Regions from separate parts of the Macaca mulatta genome. Here region 2 is linked to region 1. A link is a contact called in public Hi-C data. All regions are on one chromosome and are shown on one strand. Each heading gives the region's core, a stretch centred on a gene start, on an enhancer-like site or on the middle of the called end of the contact. The rest is flanking DNA. Distances are from core to core; before and after follow the strand shown. Region 1 holds the start of LOC703026 (S-adenosyl-L-methionine-dependent tRNA 4-demethylwyosine synthase TYW1). Region 2 holds the start of RABGEF1 (RAB guanine nucleotide exchange factor 1).

The links. A called contact is a pair of places that touch in the nucleus more often than the background predicts.
Region 2: a Hi-C map of fetal cortex germinal zone shows a contact between it and region 1, with 3 times the contacts expected there. The contact joins the promoter of RABGEF1 here to the promoter of LOC703026 in region 1. A contact is called at or near these places in 3 of 14 Hi-C or Micro-C datasets (cortical neurons, fetal cortex germinal zone and liver).

Annotation. Positions count from the first base shown.
Region 1 is chr3:58,165,258-58,170,582 of T2T-MMU8v2.0, reverse strand. LOC703026 (S-adenosyl-L-methionine-dependent tRNA 4-demethylwyosine synthase TYW1) reads left to right here and starts at 3,650. Exons shown (of 16, transcript XM_015133369.3): 1 at 3,650-3,794; 2 at 4,925-5,055. The coding sequence starts at 3,791. SBDS (SBDS ribosome maturation factor) reads right to left here and starts at 2,407. Exons shown (of 5, transcript XM_015133370.3): 1 at 2,109-2,407; 2 at 1,031-1,160; 3 at 65-265. The coding sequence starts at 2,236.
Region 2 is chr3:58,411,737-58,417,087 of T2T-MMU8v2.0, reverse strand. RABGEF1 (RAB guanine nucleotide exchange factor 1) reads left to right here and starts at 3,641. Exons shown (of 8, transcript XM_077996649.1): 1 at 3,641-3,739.

The sequences.
Region 1 (5,325 bases), core at 2,401-4,900:
AATGATTTCTTCAAAGAAAACTGATTTCCATGGCTGTGTTTTGATAACATGAGAAACCACTCACCTGCTGTTTTGTACTTTTGTTGGTTTTCACTGAATAGTGGATGTCCTTCATGGCTCTCTCAATAAGGATCACGGTGTACGGTCTCTTTGTTTCAGGATTCACACATTTGTCTGCCACAATGGTTGCAATGTCCCTAAACATCTGCTCCAGTTGTGTGTGTCTTTCTTTATCTGATACTTGAACTTCTCCTTTAGTCAAAATCTAAAAAAATGCCAACACATTTAAGAAATCACTGTCTTTCTCTATCACACACTATTTGTTAACTAGCCACAAAAAAATGAGTAGCTGGGGAGAAAATTAAATTGCATCCTCTCCAGCTATTAATATGTAAGTAATGGTTTGAGCTTTGCCCAAAAGATGCAGGAATCTTTTGGCTGGGCGCGGTGAGATCCCAGCACTTTGGGAGGCTGAGGCGGGCGGATCACCTGAGGTCAGGAGCTTGAGACCAAACTGGTCAACATGGTGAAACCCCATCTCTATTAAAAATCCAAAAATTAGCCAGGCACGGTGGTGGGCACCTGTAATCCCAGCTACCCGGGAGGCTGAGGCATGAGAATCACTTGAACCCAGGAGGCAGAGGTTGCAGTGAGCTGAGTGCAGTGGAGTGCACTGCACTCCAGCCTGGGCAACAGAGCAAGACTCTGTCTCCAAAGAAAAAGGGTCTGAAAGATGAAATACTTGAAAACAAATTCAGTTTTCAGGTATACCACATTCTATAAATGAGGTAATTTATAGAAAAATGAGGTAATTTAGTAGAAAATTTGATTTCAGGAGGTTGTGGCAAAAAAACCCAACAAACAAACAAACAAACAAAACCACCAAGTTCTTTATTATAAGTGACACTGTGCAGCTCACATTATTGCTTTGTTAGTCTTTCCTCCAAAAAAACGGCCTTTAATGTTTAACATACCTTCAAGTACGTTATAAATGGCTATTAGGGTTAGCTACGCTGTAGTTGTTACCCACCTGCTTACAGATTTCAGTTTGGTCATCTGTTCCAAACGCACTGATGAGATCTTCCTTCTTGGCAACCTGACCTTTAGAAACATTTACAAACACTGAGTGGGTCTGCAGAACTTCGTCAAGGTCTTTTTCCCTTGTGAGGGCAGGAGAGAAAGTCCTACGTGAATATACTTGAAACTTGGACACGCATTTACATTTAAATACGAGATGGCAACAACATGAACGGCAAGACACAACAAATCCCCCTGATGACCTTTAGTGTCGAGGGCACGTTTTCTTTTTCTTCCCCGCCCACCCCCACCCCGAGACGGAATTTCGCTGTTTTCACCCAGGCTGGAGTGCAATGGCGCGATCTTGGCTCACTGCAACCTCCGCCTCCGGGTTGAAGTGATTCTCCTGCCTCAGCCTCCCAAGTAGCTGGGATTACAGGCATGCGCCACCACACCGGCTAATTTTGTATTTTTAGTAGAGATGGGGTTTCATGTTGGCCAGGCTGGCCTCGAACTCCTGGCCTCAAGTGATCTGCCCGCATCGGCCTGAGGGAACATTTTCAAAACTCAGAATCGTATTTGCCTTACCATTTGCTCACTGGAGAAAAATGTCATGGGAGGACGTAAGAAACACTAAGGGTGGGGTGGGGCGGGGTGGGGTGGGGTGCGGACAGCTGCTGCCACGGAATGCCAATCCCTAGATGGCAGCAGTGAAGACACTACGCACTTCAAACTGCTAGGGCTACTGAGACACCAGATGTATCCACAACTATGACAGTATTCGGAAGACTAGGCTCTCAGCTATCATTCTGGGAAAAGGACCACAATTATGAGATTTCTTGGCTGCAGCTATTATGACACCAACAAAACAAAATCCCAAACCAACAACCCAATCCGAACCAACCAAATAAAGAAGGAACCCCTTGGCTTAGGAGCCAAGCTCGGACTGCGACGTCTCATGCTGACAGCAGGAATGTTCCATTTCCTCCCCGGCCAAGACCTCAGCTTCGCCCATTAACTAGACTTGAGCAGAGACAGGCCGCCTCGGAGGTGACGGCCCAGGCCCAGGCCCGAGGGAGGGGGCTACTCACACGCCGCTCCGCCAGCCGACGACCTTGTTTTTGTAGCAGGCGATTTCGAAGCGCTTCCCGGCGCGCTTCATTCGTACCACGGCCACATTGGTTAGGCGGATCTGGTTGGTGGGGGTGAAGATCGACATCGCGGCTGTTCAAAGACCTAGGAGCCGGCGAACCGGGGCGGACCCGCACCGACCAGCCTGAAGGCCACCAGCGGCGCGCGGCACTGACCCAACCGCAAGTGCGCGGCGCCGCGACTCAGTAGCTTCAGGCGGCCGCCACTGTGCGCCCGGCAACCTTATTGCGCAGACGTCAGGTGGGGCGGAAGCCGGGAGGCGAAAAGTGAGCGACGACGCCTGCGCATTGTGGCTTTTTACGCCATCTTTCCACGCCCAAAAAGGGAGGTGCTTTTGTTTGACGTAATTTACTTTCGCCAATGAGCTGAGAGCTCTGACAGGATGCTCGCAGATGTTTAGTGGCCGGGTTGAAACACAGCGTTGGCACCACCTCGTTCCGCGGAATTCAAGGGGCAGACCCACTTTATAATAAAAATATTTTTTATACTACAATTATTTTATAATAAATATTTTTATTTACTCACCCTTTTATAATAGAAATATTTTAACATAAAATGTAGACAAAAATGTGTAATGAACCTTCCATGTACCCATCACCCCGCTTCAACAAATTATTAACATGTTACATTCTTGTTTTATTCTTCTTTTTTCATTTTTTTGTTGCTTTTTTATTTACACTTTTTTTTTTTTTCTTAAAGTCAGTCTCACTCTGTCACCCAGGCTGGAGTGCAGTGGCAGGGTCATGGCCCCACTGCAGCTTCGACCTCCTGGGCTCGAGCGATCTTCCAGCGTTAGCTTCCCAAGTAGCTGGGACTACAGGTGTGAGCGGCCACGCCAAGCTGATTTAATTAAATAAATAATTTAAAAAAATTTGTACAGATGAGGTCTCACTATGTTGCTCAGGCTGGTCTCGAACTCCTGGGCTCAAGCGATACTCCCGCTTCGGCCTCCCAAAGTGCTGGGATTACAGCTTTGAGTCACCGCGCCCGGCCGGTTGGGGGTACTTTAAAGAAACCATCATATGGTTTCAGCATTAAATACTTCAGCCTATAGCCCTTAACAGATACACGCGACGAGATTAACTACAATTCCTTGATATCATCTAATAGCGAGTCCATCCTGGGGTTTCCCAAAAATAATGCCTTTCTGCAGTCAGTTTATTCCAACCGAAATCCAAACAGGTCCACACAGCGTTTCCCTCCCTTCCCACTCCTTTCCCCTCTTTATTTTCCCATGCCAATCATTTCTCTCTGGACCCACCTTTTCCCAGTCTGAGCCAATCCAAACGGAGGCGGAAGCGCTCCGGCATCATCGCCCGGAACTCTGGGTGGTGCTTATTTCTGGGTACGCCCTCTTTCCCCTCTGAGCCAATCGGAGCAGGGCCGAGAGCGCACCGGACACTGGCTTCCTTTCCCAGAGCTCTGGGCTTTGCTCTGGGCCCACCTCTTCGCCCTCTGAGCCAATCAGGACCGGCCCGCCAGTGTCATGGCTGCCCCCAGCTCCTCAGGCACCCGGTACGCCGCTAACGCTGCGAGGTAGCTCGGTGCGTCTCGCGGTACCAATGCGAACCATCGGGTTATCCAGGTCCGAGATCCTAGTCTCCTGTCGGCTCTGAGGAGGATGGGTAAGGGCACCCGGCGGGCAAGGACCCTGGGGCGGCAGGAGAGGTAAACGTTTTACTGAGACCCTCTCCAGGCGGAGTGGCGTCCTCGGTGCCCTTCCTTCGGAGACTGTTGGACTTGACAGCACCGGATAGCCGCCGCTGAGAGCAAGGAAGACTGATCCCTGGTTTTGACCTGGCTTTTGCCTTTTGAGGCTAGGGGGTTAGTTTAGAAGGAAACTACGTTTCCAACCCTCAATGAAAACAGAAAAGTACTCCTCCCACTTTACCCACGTGTATTAGGACTTTTGCACCTGTAAAGCCTAAATTTCAGGCTTCGACTTTTGAAATTGCTCCTAGGTTGAACGTTTGAGGCCAGGTCCCTGCATATCTCTCTAAAAAAAAAAAAAAAAAAAAAAAAAAGGCGTACGGTCAGTTACTTGAGAATCTTACAAGTTTAACCATGAGCCTTTGAAAGTACAATTAGTAAAAAGAGTACTGTTACTACTTTAGCTTTTTTTTATGGAGCAAGCACAACAAAACAAAATTAACCCAATTTCACATGAAGTATTTTTACTTTATGTTCCCTACTCTTGCTTCTAAATGCTCATTTCGAAGTGAAGATACAATTTTATATTGTTTTATCTTTGAGTTAGTATTAACAGTATGATAATTTTATCACGTTACTACATAGTGTGTTATTTTTATTACAGTTGATTTTTTTTCCCCCCGAGATGGAGCCTTGGTCTGTCGCCTAGGCTGGAGTGCGGTGGCGCGATCTCGGCTTACTGCAACCTCTGCCTCACGGGTTCAAGCAGTTCTCCTGCCTCAGCCTCCCGCGTAGCTGGGATTACAGGCGCGCGCCACCACACCCGGCTAATTTTTGTATTTTTAGTAGGGGCTGGGATTTCACCATGTTGGCCAGGTTGGTCTGGAACTCCTGACCTTAGGTGATCTGCCCGCCTCAGCCACCCAAAGTGCTAGGATTACAGGCATGAGCCACTGCGCCCGGCCAACAGTTGATTTTTAAATTAGATTTCTTAGCTGAGTTGTTGAATGTAAGGTTGGTTTTATTTTCTTCTTAAAATCGGGATGGATATCTTTGTATATATAGCTTTAAACGAAATTACCTGTGTGTGTCATTTTAAATTTAGATCCTTCTGTGGATACATGGGACCTCTCCTCACCTTTAATATCATTATGGATAAACAGGTTTTACATTTATCTGGGCTTTGCTGTTAGCATTAGCCTTTGGATTTGTCTCCAGATTGTCAGCAAGACGCAGGTAAGTGGAGTTTTTTTTTTTAATATTTAGGCATCAGATTTTATAGAGGATTTAAACACTAAAAGGAACCTTTAATTACTTTTGTGGTTTGGTCTTTAGATATTTTAATGAAATGCCTAAAATAAATTTCTTCTCTAAGTTTTTGGAGACTAAGTTATCTTGGATTAAGTTATTTACTTTTTCTGTGTCTCATTTTTTTTTTTTTTTTTTGAGACGGAGTCTCGCTCTGTCGCCCAGGCTGGAGTGCAGTGGCCGGATCTCAGCTCACTG
Region 2 (5,351 bases), core at 2,392-4,891, 250 kb before region 1:
GACTCCCAAAATGCTGGTATTACATTATTTATTTTATTTTTAGGTGGTTTTTGTTTCTTGGGGGACTTTTTTGAGATAGGGTCTTGCTATATTGCCCAGGGTGGAATGTAGTGGCTGTTCACCAGTGCCATCGTAGCTCACTGCATCCTTAAACTCCTGGCTCAAGCAGTCTTCTCACCTCAGCCTCCTGAATAGCTGGGACTACAGGCATGCGCCACCACACCTGGCTATCCTACGCAATATGAGACCAGGAAGTTGTCATCTGTGTGGAGAGGAATAAGTGTAATCCCATGTCGGGGGGTAGTCTAAAACAACTTGGAGAGTATCTTTAGATCTGGATTTTGGGGCTCAGCCTTGCCATGGGAAGGAAACGTGTGTAGCAATGGTTACCAGACTTCTTCAGTAGTTTAAAATAAAAAAAACAAAACAAAAAAAAAAGACTGATATAGTGTTGTTCTCTTTTAATTTTGCCAAGGAAAGTCTTTAAAAAAAAAACAAAAAAAAACAAAAAAACCTGTGTTGTTCCTGTCATTTAACACTAAAACGTGGCAAAACACAATCTCAACAACAGCAAAATAGCAGCCAGGCGTGGTGGCACTCGCCTGTAGTCACAGATACTTGTGAGGCTTAGGTGGGAGACTGGTTGAGCCCAGGATTTGGAGTCTGCAGTGAGCCATGATCCTACCACTGTGCTCCACCCTGCTACTGCTAAACAGGTTAGCGGTGTCAGGAGGGTCTTCCCTCTTGCTGCTCGGTGTCTAGAACATTCTTGCCCAGATATTTGCATAGCACCACAGCTGGCTCCCTCATCTTTTATTCAGGTCACCTCACGAGGCCACTCCTGTCTATTTTGAAGCTGCAAGCTTCTTGGTTGCAGTTTTTTTTTTTCTTTTTGAGACAGGGTCTTGCTCTGTCACCCAGGCTGGAGTGCAGTGGCAAGATCACTGCTCACTGCAGCCTCAACCTCCCAGGCTCATGTGATCCTACCGCCTCAGCCTCCAGAGTAGCTGGGACTATAGGTACAGGCCACCATGCCTGGCTAATTTTTGTATTTTTAGTAGAGATGTGGTTTTACTATGTTGGCCAGGCTGGTCTCAAACTCCTGACCTCAGGTGATCAGCCCGCTGTGGCCTCCCAAAGTGCTGGGATTACAGGCATGAGCCACCGTGCCCGGCCAGTCCTCTCTGTCTTAACCTTCACAGGAAACTTTGAATTGATATCCACTTTTTGTTACTGCTTTCCTCAGGCCTTTTCTATCTTTAAAACCAACCTCTTCTGCTCAGCCCATTGAACACCCATTCTGGGCCCAGGGGCCTAGGCTCATGCCTGTAATCCCAGCACTTTGGGAGGCCGGGATGGTCAGATTGCTTGAGTCCAGGAGTTCGAGACCAGCCAGGGCGACATGGAAAAACCTTGTCTCTACAAAAAAACACCAAAAACTAGCTGGGTGTGGTGGCACACACCTATCATCCCAGTACTGGGGAGGCGGAGGCAGGAGGATCACTTGAGCCAGGGAGTTGGAGGCTGGAGTGCACCGAGATTGCACCACTGTGCTCCAGCCTGGGCGACTGAGTGAGATGCTGTCTCAAGAAAAAAAAAAAAAAAAAAAAAAAAACACTCATTCTGTTTTACAGAATGGTTTATAGAATGGTGTGTTGCCTGATTCTGTAATCACAAAAGTCTGTTAAGATCTTTAAAGTAAATGTTATTCTGTCTTTTGGTAATAGCAATTACCACCATCTAATGTACTACTGTAAATTTATTGTTTATTCCTTCCTCCACCTCCTCAGCACAGGAACTTTGTGTTTTGTTTGTTTGGTTTTGTTTTGAGACGTAGTTTCACTCTTGTTGCCCAAGCTGGAGTGCAATGGCGCAATCTCGGCTCACTGCAACCCTCACTTCCCAGGTTCAAGTGGTTCTCCTGCCTCAGCCTCCCAAGTTGCTGGGATTGCAGGTATGTACCACCACCCCTGGCTAATTTTGTATTTTCAGTAGAGATGGGGGTTTCTCCATGTTGGTCAGGCTAGTCTTGAACTCCCGACCTCAGGTGATCTGCCCACCTCGGCTTCCCAAAGTGCTAGGATTACAGGCGTGAGCCACTGCACCTGGCCTTACTTTTGTTTTATACTCTGTTGTACCCTCAGCACAGCACACATTAGGCACTTAGGAAGAATCTGAGAAACGAATCAATTAATCCCCACTTTAACAATAACGAATAATGACTAGAAATTCGGGCCGGGCGCGGTGGCTCATGCCTGTAATCCCAGCACTTTTGGAGACAAAGGCTGGTGGATCACTTGTGGTCAGGAGTTCAAGACTAGCCTGGTCAATATGGTGAAACCCTGTCTCTAGTAAAAATACAAACATTAGCAGGGCGCGGTGGCTCACGCCTGTAATCCTAGCACTTTGGGAGGCCAAGGTGGGCAGATCACTTGAGGTCAGGATTCAAAACCAGCCTGGCCAACATGGTGCAACCCTGTATCAACTAAAAATACAAAAAAAAAAAAAAAAAGAACTGGGCGTGGTGACAGGTGCCTGTAATTCCAGCTACTCAGGAGTCTGAGGTGAGAAAATCGCTTGAACCCAGGAGGCGGAGGTTGCAGTGAGCTGAGCTCCCACGACTGAACTCCAGTTCAGAGTGAGACTCTCAAAAAAAAAAAAAAAAAAAAAAAAGACGGAAAAATTAGGCAACCTGTCCAAGAACACCGCAGCGACAATTAGCAAAGCTGGGATTTCAACCCAGGTCTATCTCACAGCCACAGCACAGTATTTTCTTTTTTTTCTTGCTGTGACTGCACGTTACGCCATTGATGGCATCCAGGACGCACAGCAATTAGTATTTACTGTTTTAACATTCCTTACATGGGAATCACGTAAAGAATCACGTAAACAGGATTCAATTTGTGACTCAACCATTAATACTTTGTGACACTGGCTAATTTATTTCACTTCTGGGTGTCGAGTATGTTGTTTTTGAGACAGGATCTCGCTCTGCTGTCACCTGGCCTGGAGTTCAGAGATGGCATCTCTGCACCCTCAACTTCCTGGGCTATCAAACGATCCTCCCACCTCAGCCTCCCCAGTAGTTGGGACCACAGGTGCCCGCCATCATGCCCGGCTGATTTGTAAAATTTCTTTTGTAGAGACGAGGATCTTGCTCTGTGGCCCTGGTCTCAAGCGATCCTCCTGCCTGGGCCTCCTAAAGATTCAGCTGCTTTTGAATCAACCGATCGCCTTAAGACCTTTTAACTCGAACACCTGTCACATCCTAGGATCCGCGAAGGGCTGAAACTCATAGTTTTTGAAGCGTCCCTCGGCGCAGTGGCTCCGCTCCACCTGCCATTCGCGCTACCACCGCGGCCGCAGCGTCGCCCTCCGGCTGCTGCGCGTCGGAAGCCGGAAGCAGGGACTGAGCCACAGATTAGGAAACGCCGGTTTCTCCAGGGCTCCTCAGCGCCCCAGCTTTAGCCCGGAGGCCGCCCTCTTCCATTTGCTCTTCGGCGTCAGGGCGTTACCCCACTTCGCTCGACGCTTTGGATCCACTCGCACTTCCTCCCGTCAAGAACCAAAGGCCCCGGAAGTGACGTTTACGCGCCGTGCGTGACGTGCGCTCGCTGGCGGTGCCGGGGGCGGGGCGAGGAGGAGGGTGGGTGTGAGGCGGGAGCGAACCTGGGAGCCCCGACTTACCCGAGCGAAGCGGGAGAGCGGCGGTTTGGACGCCGGCGGAGACGCGGGCGAGGTACGGAGCGGACGGACTGGAGCTAAAAGCTGCCCAGCTCTCAGCTACGGGAGCGGGGCTGCGGGGCGTCTCGGGCTGGGGGCGGCGGGGCGATCGGTCCGTGCCGTCCGCGGGGCCGGGGCAGTTGCGCGTCGGTGCCTCCCGCTGTCCTTAGTCCCACATTCCGTCCCCCGTCACTGCCGCCTTCCCCGTTCCAGGCCGCCCTCTGCTCCCTTAATCCTCACAGTGCGCGGCCTCTACGTCCCAGGCGCTCGTTGCCGGAATCTCCAGCGCCGGCCGAGCCCCGACGGCCTGACGCGGAGCATTTCCTGGCCACCTCCCTCTCCGGCGGCTCCCCTCGGCCTGGCTCCCACCTTCCGTCCAGGCCGCTAGCTCCGAAGCAACGTCTGTGGTCGCGCGGGGCCCCTCCCACGACCTCCCCGGAACGCGCCGGTATGGGACACTCGGACCCAGACCACAGCCCCCGGCTGCGGCAGGGGCGCTGGTACTTGATCCGGCGTCACCGTGGGGGGACAGAAGCGTCCCGGAATTGGGAGGGGATTTGAAGCCTGTGGTGTTGACTTCCACCCCGTGGCTGAGGGCGAGGCTGCGGGGCTGGGGTTAGGAGCAGAAGTCCCTACTTCCGAACCGTCTGGGAGGAGAGCCGAGGGATGCCCATCACGGAAGTTTAGGGAGAGAGAGGGAGGTACTCTGCCGCTTTGGAGGCTAGGTCATAGGCAGCTGGCGGTGTCTCAGCGCGGGTGACCAATCCTTGTGGTTGGGAAATGTGTCGTGGGCGCCCGTGGGCTCGTTTTGCCTTTGAGATTAGATAGGAAATTTTCCCAGGACGAGTTCACAGGAGCACCTTGGGAGTTGGTTTTTGGCTTGGAGAGCTACTTTCCCCCCTCTAAACCTAAAACTGCTTTGTTTTTCTTTATTATTTTTTCCGAGGTAGGATCTCACAGTGTTGCCCAGGCTGGTGGCAAACTCCTGGTCTTAAGCGATCCTCCCGCCTCGGCCTCCCAGAGTACTGGCATTATAGGCGTGAGCCAGACTCTTTAACTGCTGTTAAAGAGTCTGTTCTGGCCGGGCGCGGTGGGTCACTTCTGTAATCCCAGCACTTTGAAAGGCCGAGGCGGGCGGATCATGAGGTCAGGAGATCGAGACTATCCTGCCTCACACGGTAAAACCCCGTCTCTACTAAAAATACAAAAAAAAAAAAAAAAAAAAATTAGCCAGGCGTGGTGGCGGGCACCTGTAGTCCCAGCTGCTCGGGAGGCTGAGGCAGGAGAATGGCATGAACCCGGGAGGCGGAGGTTGTAGTGAGCTGAGATCGCGCCACTGCACTCCAGCCTAGGCGACAGAGCCAGACTCCATCTCAGAAAAAAAAAAAAAGTCTGTTCCTTAAAATTGTTGTACCAAGATACTTGCCAGAGATGCAAGAAAATGTGATTATATTATTAATATTTAATGATAAATAACATTTTGCTTTTAAGAGTTACTGATTCATATCCGCAGGATTAAGAAATGTTCAGGATTTGAATTTTTAATGACCTTCTAAGCAGTCATGTTTCTGCTGTCTAGAAGTTGCCCAGTTGAGGAGAAGGGACACTTTCAAGATACTTTGAAAACA